Linked DNA regions of Gossypium hirsutum: region 1 is linked to region 2. A link is a contact called in public Hi-C data. All regions are on one chromosome and are shown on one strand. Each heading gives the region's core, a stretch centred on a gene start, on an enhancer-like site or on the middle of the called end of the contact. The rest is flanking DNA. Distances are from core to core; before and after follow the strand shown.

The links. Hi-C and Micro-C count contacts between places; a contact is called where the count stands out from the background.
Region 1: a Hi-C map of leaf shows a contact between it and region 2, with 2.0 times the contacts expected there. The contact joins the promoter of LOC107893631 here to the promoter of LOC107893626 in region 2. A contact is called at or near these places in 5 of 34 Hi-C or Micro-C datasets (callus, hypocotyl and leaf).

The regions. Positions count from the first base shown.
Region 1 is chrA13:77,004,295-77,008,188 of Gossypium_hirsutum_v2.1, reverse strand. LOC107893631 (40S ribosomal protein S21) reads left to right here and starts at 1,702. Exons shown (of 4, transcript XM_016818671.2): 1 at 1,702-1,815; 2 at 2,005-2,117; 3 at 2,206-2,338; 4 at 3,093-3,297. The coding sequence starts at 2,074. The coding sequence ends at 3,155.
Region 2 is chrA13:76,863,955-76,867,685 of Gossypium_hirsutum_v2.1, reverse strand. LOC107893626 (acyl-CoA-binding domain-containing protein 4) reads left to right here and starts at 1,458. Exons shown (of 18, transcript XM_016818665.2): 1 at 1,458-1,738; 2 at 2,035-2,105; 3 at 3,291-3,354; 4 at 3,448-3,519. The coding sequence starts at 1,574. LOC107893628 (autophagy-related protein 18a) reads left to right here. Exons shown (of 4, transcript XM_016818667.2): 4 at 1-153.

The sequences.
Region 1 (3,894 bases), core at 453-2,952, 140 kb before region 2:
TGGCGGATTGGGAATGGTTAGAAAGTTTCTATTTGGGATGATGTTTGGATACTTGGAGATGATCAACTCAGAATTCAGAATATGAATAATAATTAGAGTCTCATCGAAGTTGCGGATCTTATTGATGCAAGTTCTAAAAAATAGAAGTCTGATCTGATCAGTTTTACCTTTGAGGAACAGATTACAAAAAGGATCCTCTGTATTCCTCTTCCTTTGTTTGAGCATGAAGACTCTCTTGTTTGGCGGGGTGAGTTGTCAGGCGAATACTTGGTCCGAAGTGGTCACTGACTTCTTTTACAAGAAGGTCGGGATCAATTACATACAAATCACAAGCAAATTTACAAAAAATTATGGAAAATGAATCTACCCCCTAAAATTAAAATTACAATCTGGAGATTCCTATGTAACTATCTGCCTCGTTTTAGTAATCTTCATTATCGCAGAATGATTGCTTCCCCCATGTGTAGAAGGTGTCAAACAGGAGCTGAAATGAGGGAGCATATTTTCTGGGAATGTCCTCCTGCAAAAGATACATGAGAGCAGTTACATATGGCATGGGCTAGCTCGGATGACAATTCAGAATTTACAGTTTGGCTGAAAAATACCTTTGAGACTAGATCCATGGCTTTGTGTAAAATGACTGTATGCGCTTTATAGGCGTTATGGACGTCTCGGAACAAATTTATTCATGAGGGGGAAAACCAAACAGGCGTTCAGATTGCAAGTTTTGTGCAAATTTATTTAAAGGAACTTGATGATCTAAAAAGTGCTATACTTGAAAGATGGATCTGTGTGGACAGATGGACTGCTCCGATGGGATCGAGATTGAAAGTGAACTTTGACGCAACTTTCAACAATCACAACAAAGAGTCATGCTCTAGGTTAGTGATTCGTAACAGTACAGTAGAGGTTATCTGTTGTAAAACGAAAATGAACTTGAACATACCGTCTGTTTTTTCCGCAGAAGCAGTAGCGTGTTTTTAGGCACTGAAGCTGGGGTTACAACTTGGGTTGAGGGCGATTGAGGTTGAAGGTAATTCTCGAACGATCATTCGGAAGCTGCAAGAGGAAAAGGAGGACAGATCTAAAATTTCTGTGTATATCAAAGATGCTCAGTATCTCAGCTGTCAATTTAATCATTGTGTTTTTCTTTTCACAAACAGGGAGGCTAACAGAGTTGCCCATTGTTTAGCACAAGAAGGACTCAAGAAAAGAGAATCTACTTACTTAACAAATCTAATATCTCCTGGTGCGGTGGAGGCGATAGCTGAAGACAGGAGGCAGATGGAGGTAGTGGGTGAGGATAGGGGAAGAAGAAATGAAGGGTCTAGAGAAAGTGTTCTGGAATTTTGATTTTGCTGAGTTTCAATGGGTTTTGATCTTTCAATGTGCATCGGGGTAATGAATAGGTTTGATAGGATTGATATGATGGGTAATTAAGTATCTGATGGTTTTTGCTTCCCCAAGCGGTTCTTGCTAATTTTTTCAAAAGGGGTTTTAATTATTGGAGTACAGCTGAAGAAGACGTCTCTAGAGCTCCCCTTTTTTTGCCGTTTGCTGGATCTTGTTGTTGGGCTGTTTTTTCTGTTTTTGTTTTTGATTCTTTTGGTTTTGGCTTTTGTGGGCTTAGTCTTTGTTTGTATGTTTTGGACTAGTCTATTATGACCCATGTCATTTTGGCTTTGCATTTTGTGTTGGCCTTCTGTAATAAAATCCAGCTAATTTTCTTAAAAAAATAATTATCATGTTTTAAATAAATAAACCCAGCCCTAGCAGTTTTCGCGTCTTCAGCCGCTTTCCTTTATTATCTTACAGGTAGTATACCTTTCTGTGTCTCTGGGTTTCATAGTTCTAATTTTATTTTGGTGTTTTAATCTTCATACGTTTGAATTTTTTTCCCTTTTGAAATGTTTAAATATGCTTGGCAATTTTTTTTCCCAGAAATTATAATTTAAATCAGGATTTGGGTTTTCTATAAAATGTTTGTTCATAATTTATTTGCAGGGGATCGAACTTGAAGTTCAAATATAGTTTCAGCTTTGCGTTTCTTCATCAGTTAAGCAGTCTGAAAAGATGCAGAACGAAGAGGGGCAAAACATGGATCTTTATATCCCCAGGAAATGGTTTTTAATTTGCTTCACTCATGTTTCTTTCTCACAATTTTTGTCTATATTGTAATGCTCATTTGTACTTTTGTTGTTGCAGTTCCGCCACTAACAGGCTTATAACCTCCAAGGATCATGCATCCGTTCAGATTAACGTTGGGCACTTGGATGAGCTTGGCAGATACACTGGCACATTCTCCACTTTTGCTCTTTGTGGCTTTGTTCGAGCCCAGGTTCGTTTTGGTTCTTTACTAACCTCTGTTGGATATTTTGGGCTGCTTCAGTCCTATGTTACTGGTGTCTGATAAGTGAATGTTTAATTTAATTTCTTTTTTATTTGGAGGATTCTTGAAGGGTCATTTCACTGCATTCTCAGGTTTGCATTAATTACATGTTTAAAATTCTGATCATGCTTAAAAAGATTAATCTTGCAACTTGCTTTGTTAGTAATGAGCTTCTAGTTACGTTGTCAAGTTAAAGACTCTGAATGTTTGAGATGCATTTGAAGTGTCAATTGCGATCCATTTACTTTGCAAGGGAAAACATTGGGTTTATTAGCATATTTTGGATGCAATGTGTAAAGACCTGGAGTATGCAATGTGGGGTGTGTCCGGCTGCCTGTAGATTGGCACAAGGTCCTAGTATAGACACAGTTACAGGGTTGTTCATTTTGAATGTTTTTAACTTATACCTTCTGCTCTGCTCTGGTAGTACATTTAGAGAAATAAACTTTGGTTTTAAGAACATTCTGAATTGAAATACCACAGCTAAAACTCCATGCTTAAAGACCTGATGCAATATATCGTAGGAAAGCAAGCCTGGTTGCTTGTAGACTGACAGGTTCCTGGTAGACCCAATTACAAAGTTGTTCATTGTATAAAAGTTGGATTCTATTAATAAGAAGTTTTATTTTGTTGCCTCAGTTCTTTTTCAAGATATTGAGTTGCATCTGATTTTGGCTGCTAATTAGTTTGTTCTACTTTGCAGGGCGATGCCGATAGCGCACTCGACAGGCTTTGGCAGAAGAAGAAAGCCAAAGTCCGACAGTAGTCAGAAGACTTGTTGTTACTAGTTTGTTTCTTAACTGAGGAGAGGGAAAATGAGCTGTAGTTTCTTTTGGTGGATCATGTTAAAGTTGTTTTTTGCTGAATGGTTTATGTTTTGTGCTTAAATTGCTTGCATTATAGCCTAATATGTCTGTCTCACTTTGGGTTCTCCATTTTTGTTATCACTTTGTTTGCGGATTACCAAAACTTTTTGCGAGAGAGATTGGGGAGGAGGAGATTAGGAGCAGGTTGGCAAACGGGTGTAGTCGGGTACCATTGTTTTCAAATTTGGATTATTTTGGATTTAGTTTAGTTTGAGTTCGGATATTTTTAGAGTCGAATAATTTCGAATTTGACTTGTTTTAAGGTGAGCAATTTTATAAATATTCAATTAGTTTTAAAGTTTTACTAGTTATAAAATCTTTTTATTTCAAATGTAAATACTAAGTTTACTTTTACAAACACAATTTAAATTTGTCTCATAAAAAGGAAAAAGAAAATCTAAATATTTTATTATAGTATAGATATTATTTAAACAATATAGGTTAAATATAAATAAAATATTAATTTTTAATAGCATTTTAGGTATAATAATATAATATCTTTACAGTATACTATCAACAAAAGTTGCAATATGTGTTAATATACAGTATCAACAAAAGTAAAGGCGGAGACGATAGCGAAGAAGCAAATAAGAAGATAAGAAGATAATCCAGTGGCTTGTCTGAGTGCTCTAGTGATGG
Region 2 (3,731 bases), core at 209-2,708:
TAATCTGTAAATAACAGATATAAGGTGGGGGTGTGTATATATATACATACATATGTTAATGTAAATGGGAGATATATAGCTTTTAGATCTGAGGCTTTTTAACTGCACTTTCCATAAGGTTAAGAAATAAGTATTTGTTTGCTTCTTTTTTTATTTTTTTATGCTCTTACTAACATATTGAACATTGTCCTAAACTGTTCATATTTTCCATGCTACTTTTTATCTTAACTCTGATGAAATGAATAAGTGATGAGTGAATTAAATGATTATATTGAAAAGAATAGCAAAATTAGAAAAGATTGAATTTGTTGAAAACATTGAACAATTGAAATTTGATTTTGGTAGGCAATATTTAGGAGCTTGCCGCAACCACTTCAAATGATTATATTGATGTTAGTTTTAGTTTTGGTAATGAATCTTTGTCCAAAGCAAACAGAATCAAAATTTGCATTGATTTTTTTTTAATTTTCATCTCAACCCAAATAAGCCGATTTACATTCTCAATCATATCAGGAATCACCAATCCACCTTAAGGTCCACCAGCTGCTGCTATTCCGAATCCTACCCCTGCTCCACCAATGGTATTGTCGTTAGGACTGTATCCATGGCTCGGACCATGGGGGGTCTGTTGGTAACCATATTGCGGATATGATCCCCCAGGCGGTGGAGGATAAGGATAAGCATGTGGCGGTGGATCTAATCGCTTAGGGTTTTGAGTTGAAAGCTAAAGAAAACAATGAAAGAAGAGAATGAAGTTTTAAGACAAGGGTTGAGAATCTAAATAACTAATTTTTCGTAATAATTCCGTCTAAAAATTCTGCTTGCGCAATATTCACTAAAGCGATCATAATTTGAACTTCTCAACTCGAGATTGAGTGATTTAAAATAAATTTTGAAATTAAGATTTAGATTTTTAAACCCTATAAAAACATATAAATCTAAAAATGCTTGGATCTTTTTCAAAAGGTCATCGTAAGTCAACTATTTTTCTAACTTTAAAAATTAACAGCTTCGATTAATAAAATTTAATAAATTTCATACATCCGTGCATAATTTTATTTATAGTTGAGCTTCCTATAATCTAATAATACAATTTAAAATACATCAGCAACTGAGATAAAAGATAATCTAGAACTTGAGATTCTAAAGGATGTATGAGATATTTTAAAATTATAAATATTTATACTGATAAAATACAAATTACAGAAATATTTATATATTCACTTGACACTTTAATATAGGTTGGTAGATGGAATAATGGATGATGATGAAAATGTGGTTTTGAAGCGGGCTCCTTTGCGCGCGATACAACAAAAGCTCACCCTCGACACAACTAAAACCACTACAAATGTCTGAAATTACCAAAATTTTCAAACTGTTATTAAAGTATGTATTTATTAAAAGGTAAAAATAATAAATAATAAATAATAAATAAAGCGCCAACAGCCAAACATAATTTTATATGGTTTCTTTTTTTACATCTAGTAACAAAGAAAAACATTAATTCTGGAGTTTTAAACTTGGCATAAATGTTATTCGTATTTAAATCTCAGATCAAAGAAAAAGGGAAAAAATGGCGACTATGGCGAGGGCAAACTCTGGCCCAGCATACCCGGAACGATTCTATGCGGCCGCTTCCTACGCTGGCTTCGATGGATCTCCCAATTCCAACACCAAAGACATTGCCTCCAGGTTCTCTAACGACGTCGCTTTGATCCTCTACGCCTTATACCAGCAGGTCATTTCTCTCTCTCTCTCTCTCTCTCTCTGGATCCTCCCAGCCTTCTCATTGCTAAATCGATTTGCTTTTCTCTAAGGACTCCATCTAGATTGCTTTTGTAAATGATTTCACTTTTGGAGTATTTCAAGTCCAATTTTCAGAGATCTAGTTTCTCACTCGAATTGAAGACAATCCGGATGTTGATCTCTTGAATTATCGAATGAGTGTGTTTATTTATTGTTTGAGATGGGATGCTCATTTTTTTTTAACATTACTGATTTTGTGCATTATCATGTTAATTATGTTATTTACAGGCTACTGTAGGTCCTTGTAATGTTCCAAAGCCTAGTTCATGGAGTCCCGTCGAACATAGCAAATGGAAAAGGTCTGCGAGCTCATTTGCTTCTGGGTGTAGTTTTATTTATTTGTTTTTGGTGCCTGTTGTTGGGGTTAATTAGGGCTGTAAAATGATAGAGTTCAATGAACAGTTCAGTTTCTATTTGTTTATCAAGCTAAATAAATGAACATAAACAATATCTTGAGGCTTGTTTTTTAATAGAACCAAACACAAATAAAGCTTGTTCATCTCTTTTATGTTCATGAACAAGCTTATTCCTGTTCGTTTAAAGCCTGTTTAATAAATCATGTGTACCTCGTTTAAAAATAGTTTATTGTTTGATTATATAGTTAATAATAATATTATTGTTTGTATAAATTTTTTTATTGATTCATTATTGGTATTTATATTTGATTATTTTATATCTAAAAAATAAGATATATGTTTATTTATTGTTTGTTTGTTGTTTGTTTGTTCATTATTCAGTAACTTTGTTTGTGAACATGCTCAAGTATATGTTCATGAACATGTTCATTTAATGTTCGCAAACATGATTGTTTAATGTTCACAAACAAGTTCATTTAACTTAAACGAATGAACACACATAATTTAAACAAACAAACAAACAACATGAACACGATTCAGAAATTATTAATGAACATAAACTGAACTGAACAAGGTTAAAAATAAACAAAAAACTTGAATAGAGTTCTTTCTGTTCATGCTTGGTTCATTTACAGCCCTAGGTTTAAATTCGTATATATATATTTGTTTACATTTGGCTACTTTAGTTTGATATGGTTATGCTTAGGGTGGTAGTGTTTTGGTCGATTTGCTTAAAAGTGGTGTCGATGATTAATGATAATGATCCTGATTCAGAGAGATGTCATGGACATAGGTCAAATATGTCTGCCTGTTACATATTTGGATTGAATGTCTTTTAGTTGCTTCAGTATTTGGTGATGTTGCATCTCCGTTCTGCGTAATTTATATTGCTCAAGTTCTTGTTGAAAAAATGAAGAAATACTTTTGTGTTACTCTGTATTATCTGATTTAGATTGGCCTAATTTTCTGATTGACTTATAAGCATGCTTTATATGTGTGTAAGTAACACAAGGATTTAGATGGTTGAAAGCAATTTTCATACGTCAGGTGAATGTCATCCATGCTATTCATTTTTTTTCCACCTTTTGATAATTGTTCTTCTCATAAAGCCTTCCATTATTGTTACAGCTGGCAGCAGCTTGGAAACATGGTTTCTACAGAAGCTATGCGTCTCTTTGTGAAAATATTGGAGGTATAACTTTATCTGGATTTTGTGTATGTATATGGACCATTTTAGTTTGGTAACCTATTTTTTACATTGTCCTTGTTCTTTAATTCTTGCCAGGAAGAAGAACCAGGATGGTATTCAAGGGCTTCTAACTCTGTTTCCGAGCCTGTTATAGATGTACAAATGAATGTGAGTATGCTGTTATTTTCACAGTTTTGGTTGTGTAATTTTATAATTTCCCTTGGTCTGTTATTTCACAGTTTTGTCGGGTGACTTTGCCGTCTCAAGGGCATGTAACTCTGTTTCATAGCTTTTTCTCAACTTTGAAGAAGTTTGTTTCCACATGATTTTTCTTTTATGCTTAAAATTTGAATGAGAGAAGCCAAGTTGCTTTACGGTTA